Regions from separate parts of the Mus musculus genome. Here region 2 is linked to region 1. Evidence: chromatin contacts called from public Hi-C data. All regions are on one chromosome and are shown on one strand. The core of a region is the stretch at or near the end of the contact, and the rest is flanking DNA. Distances in the headings are between cores, read along the strand shown. Region 1 has its middle 200 kb from the start of Gm39601. Region 2 has its middle 53 kb from the start of Gm39601.

Region 1 (6,226 bases), core at 2,286-4,785:
CTGGAAAGATTTGAAGTATTTGCACAGAAAGTAAAATCAGCATTTGAAAAACTATCAGAATGTAAAACTTTCATATTTTATGGCAAAGCATGGCAATAGCTCATAATCAAATTAAAGAGAGAAAGGGAAACGTGGATTATATGATTTGATGCAGAATACTTTATATTTTCAATATAGAAAAGTAGTCTAGCTAACAAGATTACTCTGTCATCTCTGTAAGCTCCCAATATTACTGTCCTAGCTGGTAATATAAATTGCTCTCTAGCACTTTGCATGGCCAGGAACTAGAGTAAGCTAGCTCTCAATAAGAGCTCCTAAGACAAGATCTTCATTGCCTCTCTGCTGAATAGTTTTCCTCTACGATGAGTTCAGCTCCGCTCAGATCCAACAGACACACCACACCCAACAGACTGTCCCTCTTTCCCAAGATGTGCGGCTGTATTGAACTTGCAAAGTTCTCCACAGATGTAAAACTCACTCTCTCAGACCAATAAGAACAGAACTTTGAAAAAGAGTCTCCTTTGATGGACAAGAAGTTGACCCCAGAGGGTCTTAGACCTGTTGGTTTGCAGTCTTCCTAGAAGCCCACTAGACTTCCAGCACATGGAATCTATGCCCAGAACTCGGTACCACTTACACATTAGACACTTGGAGGAGTCTTGAAATGTCATCAGGAGCTCTACTCCACACATGCCTTGGAACTAGAAAAAAAAAAGAAGCAATTTTATAAAATACGAAAGTGCTAGAGCATCCATTGAGATCTCCAGGATTACTAATAAGTGAAGAACAACCAATGGGCATAACCAGATACTCATGTCATCACTGTGTCTCCCCGTATTACTACCTTACAGCGGATGGCACTGAGAACACAAGGAGAAAATAAGGACAGCACTTTGTGCTTATAACATTCTACTTATTTTTGCTCACGGGTGTGAAGATGAATACTACTAGCAAGCAGAAGAATAACTTGTAAATGAATGGCATGCCCTACGTCTACAAAAATCTCCTGTAAGCACTGAGTACACAGAATAAATGGCAAATGGGATAAGTGGCGAGTATGGCCATAACTATGCATGTCATAAAATCGCAGTGCAAGCGCAGGCTTTGACTTCAACGTATGTTAGGTATTTTTTCAATACTTATTTTTTTTAGATAAGCATTGATTTAACAGCTAGAATGAGAGTATCATGGGCACGATAAGGCCTCAAGGCACCCTCCATCCACTCATTAGAAGCTACGTGGGAGCTCCTGCTCAGCAATCTACCTACGGCGCCATAGTGGAGGAAAAGACTCTTAGGACGCTCATAAGAGAAGATCAAAGTTCATTGTCATTTGCAGGAGCCGAGATATGAAATAGTGAAAGCCCTGACCTCAAGTTCTCCTAGGATGGCCCTAGCACAACCCAAGCATGAAAGAGTCCTTTACAAATGCAAGTGCAAGGAACTATTCTCTCTCTCTCTCTCTCTCTCTCTCTCTCTCTCTCTCTCTCTGACCTGTCTCTACCATCTTTGTCTTGAGAGATCAATATGGAACATGGAACAAAGTTAGCATACAGAAACTTCAGCATCACAGAGTTAGCTGCGTGCAGTTTTGGGACGGTTTCCATAACCACACTCAGAGCTCCCCTGACTATAGGTATAGCTGCATTTAGCTCAAGGTTGGGCAGAGCAATTGCATAATACTTGCTTAGGTGAAATGAGCAGAACCAAACAATGAGCTCTTAAATATTTAACAGTGGACCAAGTAGCTTTGCACTATTTGTTGATAAAACCAGTAAATATTCTACAAAGGAATCAGATGTAAAAAGCTCATTTTACCCAAAGTTTCTCTACCAGGTATCATCAGCAAAATCGTTTCTCTAACTTCAAACATGGGAACAGCCAAGTTCAGAAGTCAAACGACTGGCTCTCAGTTATTCAGTTACTGGGGAGAGACCAGAACTGGCCAAATCTGTGCAGTTTCTGTCACAAAATGCTGTGGATGGTGGGAATTTTCTCAGTGAGTGTGAGAAAGAAGTAATATAATGACCATAACATTGCTATAATTATATTCATAGAGGGTGTCTTAGTCAGGATTTCTATTCCCTCACAAACATCATGACCAAGAAGCAAGCTGGGGAGGAAAGGGTTTATTCAGCTTACACTTTCCACATTGCTGTTGATCACCAAAGGATGCAGGACTGGAACTCAAGCAGGTCAGAAAGCATGAGCTGATGCAGAGGCCATGGAGGGATGTTCTTTACTGGCTTGCTTCCCCTGGCTTGCTCAGCCTGCTCTCTTATAGAACCAAGACTACCAGCCCAGAGATGGCACCACCCACAAGGGGCCTTTCCCCCTTGATCACTAATTGAGAAAATGCCTTACAGTTGGATCTCATGGAGGTATTTCCCCAACTGAAGCTCCTTTCTCTGTGATAACTCCAGCCTGTGTCAAGTTGACACAAAAGTAGCCAGTACAGAGGGGTAACAACAGTCCATTAGTAACAGTAGTAAACATGGCCTCTCTTCTGCACCAGGCTTTACTTTCACAGGGCAACAAAAATCCCTGTAGGAAACCTGACCTTATTCCACTGTATAATAGAAGAAGTAGAGAATCAGAGAGATGAATTAACTTGTCCAACGACACAGTTAGGCCCATTCTGTTGCTTCAGACCCAAGTCATATTTCCCTCTTTCATTTTCTTTGGCTCTGTAGGTCAGCTGCTGCAGGCTTTTGCCCAAATATTCAACCCTAAATGTTCTGTAATTCACAGCCAGAAAAGATTTTGACACTTTTGTGATGTGAATGCTGAGAGTCAACCACATTTCCTAACCACTGTGTTACTTGAGTGATAAACAAGGAAGTAAGCAGACAATAAAGGAGGGGAGGAGAAGCAGCAGCAGAAAGAAGAGGACCAGGGAGAGGAGGAGAAGCAGAAGGAGATAGTGGTGCTGGTATTCATTCACTTATATTTAGAGAGTGCCCACCACAAGCTGGTCACTTTTCAAGACACTGAGAATAGGGGTGAAATGGGGTTTTCTGACCCTCACAGAATATCTCATCCTGCTAGCTGCTATCCTTGGCTGTCCCTAATTGCACCACAAAAAAAGCCATTTCCGCCTCTGCAAAGGGCATTCAGACCCCATAGACCCGAGGAGAGAGGCAGGTCACCTTGTAATCGGTTCATACAAAAAGATGTGCAGAGACTGGGTTTTATAGGACTTAGAAAATTATCCCCCAGCGGCTGTCTGAGAGAACTCTCTCAGCCGTCTCCCCCATTGGTGAGAGGGATGAGCAGGGAAGTGAAGAAAACAGATGGCAAACTCCAGAATGCCATGGCTGAAAGACACATGCTCCGAAGGTGGGCGGCTCTGCCAGACCTCAGCTTAATATGGACCACGTGTGGAATCCAAGGGCTGCGTTGAGATGGTACGTTTGCATCCAGTCACCACAAATGGTTATTTCCTTTTAAAGGGCTTTTGCAATGCTGCCCGCTCCTCCTCCCGGGGCAGACTCCTTGCTGCCAAGCCTATTTTTATGGTTTGTCTCCAAAACAAGTGCAAAATAGTGTTGGCTTTAGTGGAATCCTCCCTCTGGCCTCCGAACGCCATCTGCAAGCTGAGGGGAACAGTAAACAGAACAGGTTAAGTCACTCATTACTAATATTTTCCTTAAGCTCTGAAACTTTTTAAACAAACAACAACAACAATTGTCTCATAATAACCTTCCAGAGGTTAACCGCCAGCAGGTGGTCCGGCTCAGCTGACATGCAACCCAGACAGCTGTTTGATTATAAACTGTGGGTTCTTATGGCGATCTGGGGAAAACTTCTTGCCGAAAAGGGGTCTTCTCTTAAAAATCCCTAATGAAACAACACATAAATGTCAAAATGACAAAAATAAGGAAGTGTGTCATAGACTAAGCATTTTAATGTCCTTCCTGGCTTCCTCCAGAGTGTACTCTGGACCTAGCCACATTTAATGGAACGGATTCCGAAAGAGGCGGTACACAGCATGAATTTTTATGACCCAAATAAAACTTGAAGAGAAGTCACTTTCTCTGCCGCAGTCAGTGTCCACAGCAGATGTGTGGGAGGCTCAGGTTTCAAATCAGCCACCCAAGCCAACATTTTACCTGGACCCTGAGGCATACAGAGTAAATGCCCGGATGTAAAGAAACCCAGAGATATGTAGCATTATCCTGTCTGTCCCCGAGCCATTAAAACATGGCGTGGATTCCCCCTGGGATGCCTTTGCAGAACTAGTGAAAATTCTGAGAGTTGATAAAATAAGTGGAGAATGGGGGATGAAAAGTCTCTAATCAAAACCTTACATTAACACCACATAGCCCCACAGAGTGATGGCTGCGGCTGTGTTCTTCCCTGAATGCTGAAGTTAGACAAAAGAAAATCACTCCCTAAGTCAGTATTTACTTACTGGTGTATTATATCACCATCAAGAACATTTCAGAAAGTTCATAAAACAAAATAAAAAAAAATTGAACCTTTTTATATGGAAATCAAATGCTAACATACAAAAGGCATGGGACTCCCAAGTAAAAAGTTACAATGGCAGTCCCCTGTGTTTGAAATAGTATTAAGGAATAAAAATTTAAAGGCAAAAGAGAATTTCACATATCCTAGTTTAGTTATGGTAACTTAGTATGGAAGTGAGATTGCAGAATACGAAAAAGACAGTTTGGGGGCTGGTCCATGTTTGATGGGATCTTCGGATCCATCCATACAGGCAAGAATTAGCATCCCAGGCAAACCCCAAAGACAGGATGGGCAGAGAAGAAAAAGAAAGCCTCCACACTCCTGTTGGTGTCACAGAAAAACCAGAGCTGAGCAGCAAAGTAACTACAGATTCTTTTCAGAGAAGAAAAATTATTGCAATAGATCAAAGGAGGCCTCCAAAAAGAATCAAGCAGAAATGGATGGCCCAGAAGTGGGATGGAGGGAGGGGCTACAGATGAAGAATAACAAAGAAGAGACATCACAGGTGAGCCATACTCCAGGAGTCTTGATAAGTCAGGCCAAGGTGATAAGACCTAAGGGGAGCTGGGGCCATGAGGAACTTAATCAGACACTAAAGACAATCAGGTATAGAGGAGTTTGGCCAAACAAAATTAGCAGAATTTTTGCAAGGCCTGACAAACACAGAGGTGCTATGAACCCCATGCCCAGCTGGGAGAAGGTAAATAAGGGCTTAACTAAATGGTGGTTCAAGAGAGGATCTGTCACTGTTTTGAAGAAAGAGGGTGGCAGGGTCATTAAAGCAGCAAGCACTACTTAATTCTGATAAAAAAAAAACTGAGTCTAGTCAAGATCCTTTGAGGGATTTTATGTAATGCAGACCTGCACCGTGGACTGTGCCATTTCTTATTAAGGGGATGGTCGTTGGAGTTTAATAGGAAAGATTTCCCACTGGTCATATTTTGGACTCTTGATCCCAAGCCTTGATGGTGGTGCTAGGTTGGGAAAGGCGAAAAACTTTAAAAGATGGGATCTAGCTGAAGAAAATAAATCTCTAGGGGTGTTTGTGTGCCTTTGGAGGTTGTGTCCTCTGTCTCTGCACCTCTCTCTTCACTCTTCCTTCTCTCCTCCTCTCTGCCACCTCCTCCCTCCCCATAGCCCTCTGGGGACTAAGACACAGCCTGACTGCAAGCACATGCTATAAAATACTCATCAAGCACATGGCATGGAACCTCCCTCTTGCTCTGAAGCCTGAAAGAAGGGACCACGCCCCGCCCCCCATGGACGCTTGAACTCTCCTAAGAGCCTCTGCCATGCTGCCTTTCCATGACATTAAAAACTTTCCTAATAAATCTCTTACCTAAAAAGGACAATCCGCCTCAGTGTGTCCCTCTTGAGCTCCAGACCAAATGTATCTGAACACACACACACACACACACACACACACACACATGCACGCACACACTCATCAAGCCAGAAATGGCAGTATACTTACACACACACAAGTTCACCAACTTGGGAGGCTAAGACAGGAGAATCACAAGTTTGAAGCCAGGCTAGGCTACAAGGTGAGGATATGCCTTGTGGGGGAGGGGCAGAGAAACCAGACACTAATTGATGATTTCTACTCAGATCACAGGCTTTCAGATTGCAGCCCAGGGCAGGGCCACCACCTCACTGCTCCTGCACAGTAAGCTTGGGTACAGCACGGAGTGCCTCCTCACCACAGGTATTTAATATTCCAACTGCAGACTTGATTGGCTGCGAAGGAGACT
Region 2 (6,606 bases), core at 1,286-3,785, 250 kb after region 1:
TCACAACAACTGTATCCCTGATGAAGACACTAACCATCCAAGATGCTCTGCCATTGAACATGATCATTCAGGTACCACCACTTAAGATCTTGTTATAGGGTGCCAGGTAATACTGTCATAGTTCTCAAGGTAAATGGAGAGTGAGGGCTTTCAGCTTAATAGGATGGTTGATCCTCAATTGTTTGTCAGTTTATAGGTGATGTTACCTTCCTTCCTTTCAAGGGGAGGTTGATCCAAAGCCATGTGTAGTGATTTGGATGAGAACAGTCCCCACATATTCATAGATTTGAATATTTGGTACCTAGTTGGTGGAAGTATTTGGAGAAAGATAAGGAGGTTTGACCTTGTTGAAGATGTATGGTGGCACGCGCCTTTAATCCCAGCACTCGGGAGACAGAGGCAGGCAAATTTCTGAGTTCGAGGCCAGCCTGGTCTACAAAGTGAGTTCCAGGACAACCAGGGCTATGCAGAGAAACCTTGTCTCAAAAACAAGAAGAAGAAGGAGGAGGAGGGGGTGGGGAGGACAGGGGGGAGGAGGAGAAGGAGGAGGAGGGGGTGGGGAGGACAGGGGGGAGGAGGAGAAGGAGGAGGAGGAGGAGGAGAAGGAGAAGGAGAAGGAGAAGGAGGAGAAGGAGAAGAAGAAGAAGAAGAAGAAGAAGAAGAAGAAGAAGAAGAAGAAGAAGAAGAAGAAGAAGAAGAAGAAGAAGAAGAAGAAGAGAAGAAGAAGAAGAAGAAGAAGAAGAAGAAGAAGAAGAAGAGGAGGAGGAGAAGAAGAAGAAGAAGAAGAAGAAGAAGAAGAAGAAGAAGAAGAAGAAGAAGAAGAAGAAGAAGAAGAAGAAGAAGAAGAAGAAAGAAGATGTATCTAGAGGTGGCCTTTGAGATTTCAAAAACCTGTAGCAGGCCAAGTTTTCACTTCCTCTCCCTCTCCCTCTCTCTGTTCCTTCCTCTTCCCACCCCTGCCTCCTTCCCCCTCTCTCCACTCTCCTGCTTGTACAATGAAATGTCAGCTCTCAATTGCTCCCATGCCCTGCCTACTGCCATGTTCCCCACCATGATGATCTTAGACTCACCCTCTGAAACAGCAAGCAAACCCCCAATTAAACGCCTTCTTTTCTAAATTGCCTTGGTCATGGTGTCCCCTCCCAGCAATGGAAAAGCAACTGTAGTCCTGTGGGTGGGAATTCCACGGGAAAATGCAGCATCAGTGTGTAAAACAAGGAGGAAGAAACAGAGAAAGAGCTTTTCATCTCTCCCACACCTTGCTGAGGAGCAGAAGTCTGTAACCTTCAGGTTTCACAGTCAGATGACTGGCACAATCAAATCTAGAGATTTTACTCTCCCAGATATCAACCCTCAGTAGAAAAAATCCAAAAATCCCACCAAGCAATGAGCATGGTCACTGCTCCAACCCTACTCGGGGCTGCTCACCTGAAGGACTTTCTCTGTCATAGATAGATCATTTGTAGATGCCCGGGATCCACTCCCCTTTCATTTTCTGTGTGAAGTCCCCAAACATTCATGGTATCCCTGTATATTTTCTCTACAGTGAAGCACTTCCTTGTTGGCCTGGTACTAGCTGACTTCTAATCTTTATTAGTCAGATGTCTGCTCCTCAGAGACTCAAAGAGCAAGAATGACTAGTAGGCTTGTATGCTGGGTCCAAGCTACCCATGAGCATCAGCTCATAGGAACCTAGACACCTTCTCTGCTGATCGCATCCATTCTTTAACCCAGCTTCCTCTCGCCAGGACAGTTTGGGGGAGATCCTTCTGATCCTCTCTCGCCCCTCTTCCCTGCACCCCTGCCCCATCATCCCAGACTTCCATCCCCAGCTTCCTGTTCCCTTTCTTCTTCCCTTTCTAATGACCCCCAAAGACCTTACAAACCAGCGAGAGCCCAGAAATGTGGACACAGTACTAATAACCTCTCACAGATATCTCATGATAACTTTATAAAGCGATGCTTTAGATGGGACTTCTGGGAGGCAAGCTGCATAAATAGTTAAGGACCTAAGTCAAAGACCCAGATCAACTCTATTTAAGTGCTTGTGAAAGCAAGACTGAGAGGATACAAGTCACATGCTCCTGTTTAACCTTTACCAGAAGGCCTGGGCTCGCTGGCGCTCTCTCTCTCTCTCTCTCTCTCTCTCTCTCTCTCTCTCTCTCTCTCTCTCTCTCTCTCTCTCTCTCTCCTCTCCCCCCTCTCCGCTCCAGCTCCACACATGCATAGTGTCAGTGAGCTAAAGGGTCTGTTGTGGGCAATGAACCCATCTCAAGCAGAAAAATCTCCTTTAGCACAACTTGGCACTAACAAGTCACAGAACAAAGGCAGGAAGCGTCCCTTTTCGTTTTATTCACCGGGAAGGACTCTGCCCACTCCTTACCCACTGTCTGATTTCTCACCAAAGGAACATTTGCAAGATGAAAGATTTATATTCTGTGAAATATTTCACTTGTCATCACAGGGGACTCCAGGTTCCCCGGCTGTGCCGTGGGTTCCGGGAAGGCTCCCTGTGCGGCCTTCCTCACAAGCAAAGCCACACTGCTCCCAAGTGGCTTCTGTGGAGAAGCAGAAAGCCAACTGTGGCTGAGACTGAACATTCCAGGCCCAGGGGCTGTTTCCCCGATGCCTCTTCTAGGGGGAGACCTCTATAGACCTAGCATCAGGCTCCTCACAACGGTTACCCTGGGGAGCTCAGCTCTCCCAATCGGAGGAAGACCTTAGATCTTGGCAAAGGTTCAGCCTTTTAAAGTAAAATTGGAAACCTACAGGGCTGTCAGCGTTGGTGCCAATTACACTGGATTGTTTGTACCCCAAAAAGGCAGCTCCCTACTGTTCACGAATCTTCTGTCACTTGGGAAGACAAGGCTGTCACAATAAGTACTATCCCCTTGCTGGTCTCATCCTTTGTCAACAATGAAAAACATCGCTTTTCTTTATAATTACTAATCTTGTAACATTACTGTCCCTGCACCCTGAAGGGGGTTTTTCCTTCTGTCACTAGAATCGGTGTTCTCGCAATTTAGAGTAACTCTGCCCGATAAACTCTAAAGTTATTGACGTAGAGGCAGGTGAATATCACAATATAGGCGCATGGCTCCTAATAGCTCCTCAGAGCCACGCCCCCACTTACCCCTGCCTTCGCCCAAAGCTAAGGCTGCTGAGCTCTAGGTAAATTAAATCCAAAACTCCATGGTAGACACAAGAACCAGTGCATAGTGAAGTTCTGCAGGCATTTGAATGCTGTTGTCTGCTGATGAATTCTTAATTCAAGCTGCACCAAAGACACACCAGGCGAGCCAGGAAGCACTAGCCCTCCTAGACTCCACCCAGGCCATTCAAATTAGAACCAGGAATAACTGTGTCTCACATTATGTTAGAGATTCTGATGAGCTAAATGTTGAGAATAAAGTTACATTATTTAACTCGATGACTTCATTATTCACAACAGTATGTTCACAGACACACAAAAAAATAAAAAATAGAGAGAGAATAAAAAGATAATGGCTGGAAATATCTCTCTCTCTCTCACACACACACACATACACACAAACACACACACACACACATTGTTAAAGGCTAAGACTCACAACCAAAGAATAAAGAGTTGTGCTGGACATGATTGCACACACCTTTAATTAGCAGTTAGGAGGCAGAGACAGATGAACCTCTGAGTTTGAGGCCAAATGGGTCTATATCAATTGTTCTCAACCTGTGGGTCCGGACTCCTTTGGAAGTCACATATCAGATATCCTGCATATTGGATATTTACATTACAATTCATAACAACAACAAAATTACAGTTATGAAGTAGCAATAAAAGTAATTTTATGGTTAGGGGTCACCACAACATGAGGAACTGTATTAAAAGGTTGCAACATTAGGAAGGTTGAGAACCACTAGTCTACATAGTAAGTTATAGGCTAGCCTGGGCTACATAGTGAGACCCTGTTTCAAAAAATAATAATAATAAATTTTAAGAGAAATAGAAAGTTTTTTTAAATACATATTTGGGATATGAATTTTCCTAAACACTGCCTTCCAGTAATGACCAGTTAGTTTATCTCTCTGGAGAGTATAAAGAAAGGGGAAGGAGTCCAAAGCCTTTGTTGCCTGCCTAACCCTGGCCCAGCAGCTCTGGGAGCAAGAGGCAGTCCCCAGCAGTACACATCCCATCACTAGGGGAGGCAGGAGACTGCCACGCTCTTCATCACAAGCCGCTCTTTTAACATTTCATTTTGTGAGTGCCTAAATTAGAAACATTTTCTTCATTAAGCCAGATTTATGAAGTAACAATTACCTCATTTGCCCATTTTTTAAAATTAATCAAAGATTTATATAACTTCCAATCAGAGGTGCTGACCAGTAAAAAAAACCTACCCATTGCTGGTGTCAAATTGCAAGAATGCCATTCCCCAGCAGAGGAAAGCGAGGCAGGTTGAACCCACACAATTCATCTTAAATAGGCAGGCTCTTCTAAAAGCAAATTTGAAATGCTAAACTGTGGGAAACAAATCATGGCCACTGAAAGCTTGGGGACTGTTGAGGAGGAAGGAGGCAAGATGAATACAAATATTCCAGGGCAGCAGGTTGAAAGGGGAAAGGTTAGAGAGTAAGTGGGGGCTTCTACCACAGCACTATGCTGTTAGGGACTTTATTCTGCCAATAATTGCACATGAATCCTTGCACATATCAAACCATCACCGCCAGACTCCATTTTCCCATTTGTAAACTGAGAGAGATTAAGCTAAGGCAGGTCTCCTCAAGCTTGGCTGTATTGATATTCAAGGCAGATCATTTCCTTGTGGGCCTGCCCTGTACATAACAGGACGTTTAGTGACATGGCTGGCCTCTACTCATTAACCGCTAGGACCATACCCTGTCACTGTAGTAATCACAAGGGTCTAGAGACATGGCTAAATATCTGCACCCTGTCCCAGGGGGATTCTAAGTTCCCTATATTTTTGAAAATCCATGACTTACATGGAAGAAGCTGAGGGGTGGTTCGGTGGATTCGGGAACACACAGAAAAAGCCAAAATGGGTCCTGCACGTGGAAAGGCACCTCTAAAGATGTCGTCAGGGTGCACTGGAGTTTTAATCAACCTAAGGAGCTTTTCTAACTGTCAGAGTCAAGATGAAATGTCTGACCCATTTAATCAGAACTCCATGGGGCTGCAAGGCTCTACAGCTGACTCCAGTGTGACCGTTCAAAGGTCATCACAGGAGATCATAGTGGAAGACAGAAGGAGCTGTCTGTCTCGTCATCTCTCACAATTCTGCTAATACTTTATTTCAATCAATATGGTAAAAGAAGGTCCCATCTGTGCAAAACACTACAGTATTCTCCAATACATCCTCAAGTGTATTTAACATATTCAACTGTATACTTTGACCCACTCGGCAACATACCACACTGTGTGATTTTTGCATTCCTCAAAGAACAAAACTCGGCTTTAGTAGTAGCAACGCAGTACACGGTACACACACATGCACGTACACACACATATACATGCATGCATATACACACATACTCATGAACATGTGTGCACATACTCACACATACACATACTCCCACATGCACACAAATATATATGCATGTGAATGTACACACACACACACGCACCAAGGCCAGTTTCAAGCTTTGCCTTTAGTGAAATTCACAGACCCTTCAGAGTGCTTGGACACCTCAATAAAGCCACAAAGGCAGTGTTCAGAGGAGTCACCATCATCTCCCCCAAATCCTCTTTCCCCTCCTCATGAGCCTGAGATCTCGCCAGCCAAAATCTCCAAACCATGACTGTCAGATGCATCACCCTGCCCCAAGATTAGTTTATCTGATTTCTCAATTAAATGACAATCACATCAAAAGAAAGCTTGGATCCTCCTTGGGGAATGACAGCAGATTCTCTGGACTCATTTCTGAGTGGAATCTGTCTCTGTAGAAGGCTCCAAAGAGGCTTACACAGGGAAGTGAGCAGGCAGAGCCTCCACCAACTGCTTTAATACAATCATGAGCACAGCAAGGGAACTCTGTGCTGACCAATCTGGACTCTGCTTTGCAAAGTTCTCGCTGATACTTATCTAAGAATAAGGTTTTGACACAAAAGTGTAAATCTCATTCATCATAAATTCTTTTGTCTGTTCTTTCAAATAAATATCAGGAATAGCCCAACTTTATTGTGTGTGAACCCTGTGCCGGTTCTATATCACACATTTTAAATAAATCGTCTCATTTCATCTTTACAAGTATTTCATTTAATTGCTGGTGCAGCTTTACTGCTGACAAAACTGAGGCTTGAAGGAGTTGCATGACTGCCCTCAAACACAGGATGAGAGTTCAAACCCAGGCTGTCTAATAGCAAGAGTCTACATTCTCGAACTTGATGATCCATGGCTTTGTGTACTGTCTGCTCACGTGTCAAATCAGAAAACAAATAAATTCGCAGGGTGTTCTTCCCATCAAGGATTAGACTGATATGTGGTGTACGGGCTTATTCCTATAAACAATCCAAAGCATAACTCCAGACACACACCAGAATCACCAGGACGGTCATTAAATACAGGTGGGCCCCAAGTTGCTCCCACCATATCAAAATTTGGGGTA

What was found. A called contact is a pair of places that touch in the nucleus more often than the background predicts.
Region 2: a Hi-C map of uterus shows a contact between it and region 1, with 8 times the contacts expected there. The contact joins two enhancer-like sites. A contact is called at or near these places in 4 of 484 Hi-C or Micro-C datasets (all in uterus) and 1 of 115 datasets of contacts at active chromatin or transcription factors (fibro-adipogenic progenitors).

The regions. Positions count from the first base shown.
Region 1 is chr11:19,420,621-19,426,846 of GRCm38.p6, forward strand. No RefSeq gene overlaps it. Among named protein-coding and RNA genes, the nearest start is that of Gm39601, 200 kb to the right of the region's middle. Within about 2 kb of position 3,536, at least 41 of the 459 cell types and tissues checked have an H3K27ac peak or open chromatin away from gene starts, as enhancers often do. A contact at or near this core is called in uterus, where this site is marked.
Region 2 is chr11:19,668,761-19,675,366 of GRCm38.p6, forward strand. No RefSeq gene overlaps it. Among named protein-coding and RNA genes, the nearest start is that of Gm39601, 53 kb to the left of the region's middle. Within about 2 kb of position 2,536, at least 13 of the 459 cell types and tissues checked have an H3K27ac peak or open chromatin away from gene starts, as enhancers often do. A contact at or near this core is called in uterus, where this site is marked.